2 separate regions of the Mus musculus genome follow, and region 2 is linked to region 1. Evidence: chromatin contacts called from public HiChIP or PLAC-seq data. All regions are on one chromosome and are shown on one strand. Each heading gives the region's core, a stretch centred on a gene start, on an enhancer-like site or on the middle of the called end of the contact. The rest is flanking DNA. Distances are from core to core; before and after follow the strand shown. Region 1 has its middle 27 kb from the start of Kcmf1. Region 2 overlaps Dnah6 (dynein, axonemal, heavy chain 6).

Region 1 (2,728 bases), core at 20-2,519:
CACAACAGGAAAAATAGACCTTACAGGTTGAGTTCTGTTTGCAATTAAGAATATATTCCTGTTTGTCCTACGTGTGTTTGAGCCATTTGCACCAGATGGACTTGATCCCATGTGGGCAAGAATTACATCAGAATGTACACTTGCCCCTGATGGATAGAAGGTCAATTGTGGGGTTTGCCTTTTTAAGCATCTGAAAACTGTGACTTGGGAGCATTTTCCTTAAAACTCAGGTGTGGGCCTGGCTAGAGTCCAGTAACCTGGCCAGTATTTAATTAAAGATTGTTTCAAATTTGGCTTGAAAGTGTGGTAGTGATCTTATTTTTGACAAATAGGATTATTGCCTGGTCTACAGAACAAGTTCCAGGATAGCCAAGGCTACACAGAAATCCTGTCTCAAAAGCAACAACAGCAAAAAGATGTGCATGTATCTACCGAGGCCAGCGGGGTCATCAGATCCTCCTGGAGCTGGAGTTACAGGCAATAGTAAGAAATCCGACATGGACTCTGAGCATCAAACTCATCCTCTGTAAGAACAGTGTGGGCTCTACTACACCATCTCTCCAGCCAAAGACCAAAGGAGAAGTATTAACAATGAAAACAGGAAGGTTTTCATTCCTAAAGCCTACATTTAAAAAAAAAAAAAATCATTAAGCCAGGATTAGTAGCATACCAGTTCCCAAGAGGCACTGGCAAAAGAGAAGCGAATTCCTGTGAGGCCTAGGTTATCCTGGCCTCCATAGGGAGTTCCCAACCATGTCAGCCTTGGCTACAGAGTGACACTTTAGCTTTAGAAAAGGAAAAAAGAAAACAGAAAAAAAGCCAAAGCTACTATAGCATCATAATGACATACTGCCAGTATACATCCCTAGGGTTTGTTGAGTGTCAGGTTGGGTGTGGGAAGACTTCAAGAGATCGAATGGCCATAGTAGACAGCAAGAGAGGATTACACTAGCATGGGAGGTTCCTTGGGGCCTGGGCCAGTATGGAGCCTGAGGTGTGCCTTGTCTATGCACTGTGGTCAGCACTCAGGCCCTCTCGACTTCTCACCTGGACCCCGGATCATTAGCAGGTGGGGGCAAGCTGCCTTGCCCCCACCTGCTGTCCAGATATGACTTCCTGTTTGGCAAGTTCTGAGGGTTCCTCTCCCTGCTCCTCAAACTCCCCTTTGTTCATAAACTTGGCATTCGACATCCCTAGCCCTTATCCCTCCCTTCAGCCAGCTGGAATTTCCTGTCCCACTGTCCTCCCAGCAGGAGATTCCATTCCCGGCTCTGAGTCACTTTGGGGTGACTCAAGTGTGACTCACTCCACCGAGGTCCCTCCCACTTCAACTTACCTCGGCTGGGTGTGGCTCCTGCCCATTCACTGGCAGGGATCTTCTTTCAGCCACAGCTGATGTGAGACTCCTCCCACATCCCAGGAACCTGGCATGAGAAAGGGACCCTCAACAAAGGAGCAATCTGGCCAGTGCCGAGGCTGCTAGATGACAGAAGCTCAAGCATTCCAAAGCCTGAACAAGAAGTCGCTGAGCTGGTTTCTCTGTCCCCACCCTCCTCAGACCCTGCCTCTAGCTACAATCAAGGCTCATCTGGCTTTTCAGAAACCCACCTTTCTGCCCCAAGGATCACTCCAAATACCCATTTCCAGCTGGGAGCAACTATGGATCACAGACTGAGCTAACAGTAGTTATGATCAGGAAAGTATTCAGTTTTAAGTAGGATACAAACTTATGTACTGAGCAGACAAAAACAAACACACAAAAATCTCACAGGAAATAGGAGATACTTTATTCTGGAGTCAAATCTGAGTGATCATGACCCAGGAACAAAAATTTAAGTCACCACAAATTCCATGTTCCAATGTGGTAACAGTCTGATGAAGTGTCGTTGTTGTAGTTTTGGTTTTCTGAGACAGGGTTTTTCTGTGTAGCCCTGGCTGCCCTGGAATGATGCTTGCTGGTTCATTTGCTGGCTTACTCCTCTCTGTCAAGGCTCTAACTTAACCAGCCTCTTAGACAACCCAGAAACGCCTACTTGGGGAATGGTTCTGCCAACAGTGGGTTGGCCCTCCCACATCCATCATTAATCAAGACAGTTTCCCACAGACATGCCCATAGGCCAATCTGATCTAAGCAACTCACATAAATCGGCTTGTGCACACCTGTAATCACAGCTCTTGGAAAGTAGAGGCAAGAAAATCAGGAGGTCAAGGTTAGCAATGATATCTCAGGGGGCTTAGAGACAGCGTGGAGTACACAAGACCTTGTCTTTAAAAAAAAAAAAAGGATGGGGAAGTGGGGTGGCGAGATGCTCTGTGGTGGTTTGAATGTACTTGACTCAGAGAGTGGCATTCTTAGGAGTTGTGGCCTTGTTGGAGTAGGTGTGGCCTTGTTGAAAGAAGTGTGTCACTATAAGTATGGGCTTTTATGAGACTTTCCTTTGTCAATGCAATTAATCTGATTCCTTAGGAAGACTCTTCAGACAACAAAAAGTAGCCATATTCTTCACCAAAAACAGTCTTAGGCCATATACTAACATTCTTCTCCTCTGAAACTTTTGAAGCAAGACCCCCACAGTTCAAGCCACACTCAGCATCAGTGATGCCATATTCTTACTAGGATGGCCCATTAAACCCCACTTAAAGCATTCCACTGCTTTCCAAATCCAAAGTCCCAAAATCCACATTCTTCCAAACAAAAACACGGCCAGGCCTATCACAGCAATACCCC
Region 2 (3,064 bases), core at 45-2,544, 280 kb before region 1:
TCTCTATAATAAGGTCCTGTCTTTTTCATGTAAAAATGATTGCTGACTATTTTAATTTGGTTCCTTATTTTGAAAGAAGGCCCTGTCAGGGGTCTGGAGAGCTGACACAGCAGATAAGAGCTTTTGCTGCTCTTCTGAAGTACCTGAGTTCACTTCCTATCACAACCATCTGTAACTACAGCTCTAGGGATACAACACCCATTTCTGGATGCTATGGGTACCCACACACATGTAGTGCACACATACTCAGACACATACACAAGAATGAAATTAAGGAATTCTGTTTATTGTCAATAATATCCTTTTAAATTCTCATATTTAATTTTCAGCTTTTGTTTTCGATATATATACATATATATCACAGATATATATGTAAATAACAGATATAACTAATTCTAATATTCCTGCCTTTATGACTGAACCAATTAATTTATTTAGTTTTCAAACTATGACCCATAGGTCAAATTGAACACTCTAATCTTTTGGATTGATGGCTGCCGCATCCATTTATTTGCATAATGCCCAAGAGTTCTTTTCTGCTTCCATGTCAGAAGTATATGGTTGTAATAGAAACTCTATGGCCCATAATGCTTAAAACATTTATCTGGCCTGTGGTAGAAAGCTTTTTTCTGAATCTTCATTCCATAAGTTTCTGTCACCCTGGCAAAATGCCTGAGGAAATGAACTTAAAGAGAAGAGGTTTACTGAGGCTCACACTTCATAGGCTTCAGTCCCTGGGCAGCCAGCTCTGCTCTGGACCTGCAACAAGGCAGAGTAAAGTGTTGATGGAGCATGTGATGGAGGCGGCTGTGGCATCCAGGAGGCAGAAAGAAAGAAAAGGGAAGGAGCCGAGGACCATACACACCCTTAACATATGTCCCAGACAACCTGCTTCGCTCAACACTCAAGTGGGCCCCAGCTTCTGGTGTCTGCCATTTCTTAGTAGTATCACTGGTTGTGAACCAAGCCTTCAGCACATATGCATTTAAGGAATGTTCCAGATCCAAATTCTAAGGCAGTTGTTCTAGGTGCCCTGACAAAAATGAAGAATTGATACTGTGGTAGTTAGAATGAGAATGGTCCCCATATATATTTGAATGTCTGCTTTCCAGCTTGAGGAACAATTTGAGAGACTTAGAGGCTTCAGAAGTCTCTCTCTCTCTCTCTCTCTCTCTCTCTCTCTCTCTCGCTGTTTCCTGCTCACAAGTCAGATGACAACTCTCAGCTACCTCCCTGGCGCCATGCTTACCCACTTCCTGCCTTACTCACCACCACGATGGTCATGGACTTTCTTTCTGAAACCACAAGCAAACCCCCAACTAAATGCTTTCTTCTCTATGTTGCCTTGATCATGTTCCTCTCTACAGCAACAGAACAGGAACCAAAACAAACACTAAGGTGATAGTGATATTGATGACCTTATTCTTGATTTTAATAACGGCTTCAGGATTTCTGTACTTAGGGTAGTTGTTGTTCACTATCGGTTTTTGTGAACTGGTTTACAATATGTTAAAATTTTTCTGTCTCTATTTTATTATGAGAAGTTGTAGATAAACACCTCAAAGAGAAATATAATAAGCAGCATTAACAGTGTTGAATTTTCCCTAATTTAACAAAAATATTTTTACATAGACTATGTGTGTGCATGCACACACACATGCATAAAACATATTTAGACGCCAGAGAATAACTTATGAAAATAGGTTCTATCCTTCCAACGTATGGGTTCAGAGGTTAAATGCAGGTCTTAAGCCTTGGCTACAAAGACCCTTATCCACTGAGCTCTCTCGCTGGCCCAGAATAAAGTCTGTTTTCAGAAGAATCAATGTTACAGATGTTAGCAGGGTCTTTAGGAGAGGGAGCAGGGACTGGCTGGCTGAAATCCAGGTACAAGCTCCCTCTCCTGGGAACCACAGACTGTCCCAGTGTCCCAGTGTCCCACACCTCACTGCAGTCTCTCTCTCCTTGCATAGAGACTGCAGCATGGTACTCTCCCTTATCCGAAGTTCCAAATATATGGAAATGCCGAAGGAACCGTGCACAAGCTTACACCCCTCCCACCCAGATTCAAGAATTGTTCCATTTACTTTACGCCTGTCCACACACCCATGTGTGCCTGTTGCTTTGTCACTTAAAGTGGGTTGCGGACATCATAACACTTCACTCTCGGATACCTTGGCTCACAATCAAGAACAGTTCCCTGCAAGATGTAAAATGTTCTTAGAATATCTTTAATTACTTACACTTTTAAAATTACATTTTTGGGGGACATGTGCCAAATGGGAGAGGCATATGCAGGTCAGCAGGCATATGGGGTCAGCTCTCTCCAACAGGTAGGCCCCAAGGAGTGAACTCAGGATACCAGGTTTGGAAGCAAGTTCCTCTACTTGCTGAGCCATCTCCAATGCTCCCTGGCTTTTAAAAATTCATGGTATTTTAAATCAACAAGAGGCTGCTTTCTGATATTAAAATTGTCCCATAGCCTTACTTGCTATCACCATTCTTAGAGAATACATGTTCTTCTCTAAGATGTCAGTGTGGGCTCACAGCTCTAAAAAATATTATTTAACAGGTATGAATGCTTTGCTTAAATACATGTCTGTGCACTGTGTGTGTATGTCTGGTACCCAAGGAGGACAGAATAGAATGTTGGATCTCCTGGAGTTGAGGAAGGAGATGAGCTGCCATGTGTGTGCTGGGACAGAATAGATGTCGATTCAGCTGAATTTCCTGCATGCAGGGGGTTTCTTCATTTGGAAATGGATACCCCTGGAGGACGCCCCGCAGCCCAGGTGGCTTTTATTGACAGGGGATTCCAGGGAGGGGTGTGTGCCCTTTTACCTTGATTGGTTAGCTCTGTCTCTAGAGGTCTGACTGATTCTACAATTGGTTAGACTATGGAGACTTCCCGGGGTGGGGTGGGGGTGGGGTGGGGGTCGGGGGTTGCCTACTCTTTCTAGCTACCTATTCTTACTTCAGGCCAGATGACAAGGTGTCCTCAGATTGGCAGCCTGAGGCTGTGGTTGGTAGACCACAGGTTCCTGGATCCAAGTTCTCATTTCTG

Evidence for each region. HiChIP or PLAC-seq counts read pairs in DNA pulled down with a chosen protein or histone mark.
Region 2: a CTCF HiChIP or PLAC-seq map of the NIH/3T3 cell line shows a contact between it and region 1, with 10 read pairs. The contact joins two enhancer-like sites. A contact is called at or near these places in 1 of 39 promoter capture datasets (neural stem cells), 1 of 15 datasets of contacts at CTCF or cohesin (the NIH/3T3 cell line), 2 of 484 Hi-C or Micro-C datasets (adipose-derived mesenchymal stem cells and embryonic stem cells), 5 of 115 datasets of contacts at active chromatin or transcription factors (CD8 T cells, DN3 thymocytes, bone marrow-derived macrophages and 2 more) and 1 of 9 other capture datasets (adipose tissue).

Annotation. Positions count from the first base shown.
Region 1 is chr6:72,925,567-72,928,294 of GRCm38.p6, reverse strand. No RefSeq gene overlaps it. Among named protein-coding and RNA genes, the nearest start is that of Kcmf1, 27 kb to the right of the region's middle. Within about 2 kb of position 1,269, at least 175 of the 459 cell types and tissues checked have an H3K27ac peak or open chromatin away from gene starts, as enhancers often do. A contact at or near this core is called in the NIH/3T3 cell line and bone marrow-derived macrophages, where this site is marked.
Region 2 is chr6:73,208,846-73,211,909 of GRCm38.p6, reverse strand. All of the region lies in intron 2 of Dnah6 (dynein, axonemal, heavy chain 6), which reads left to right. Among named protein-coding and RNA genes, the nearest start is that of Dnah6, 11 kb to the left of the region's middle. Within about 2 kb of position 1,294, at least 106 of the 459 cell types and tissues checked have an H3K27ac peak or open chromatin away from gene starts, as enhancers often do. A contact at or near this core is called in the NIH/3T3 cell line and bone marrow-derived macrophages, where this site is marked.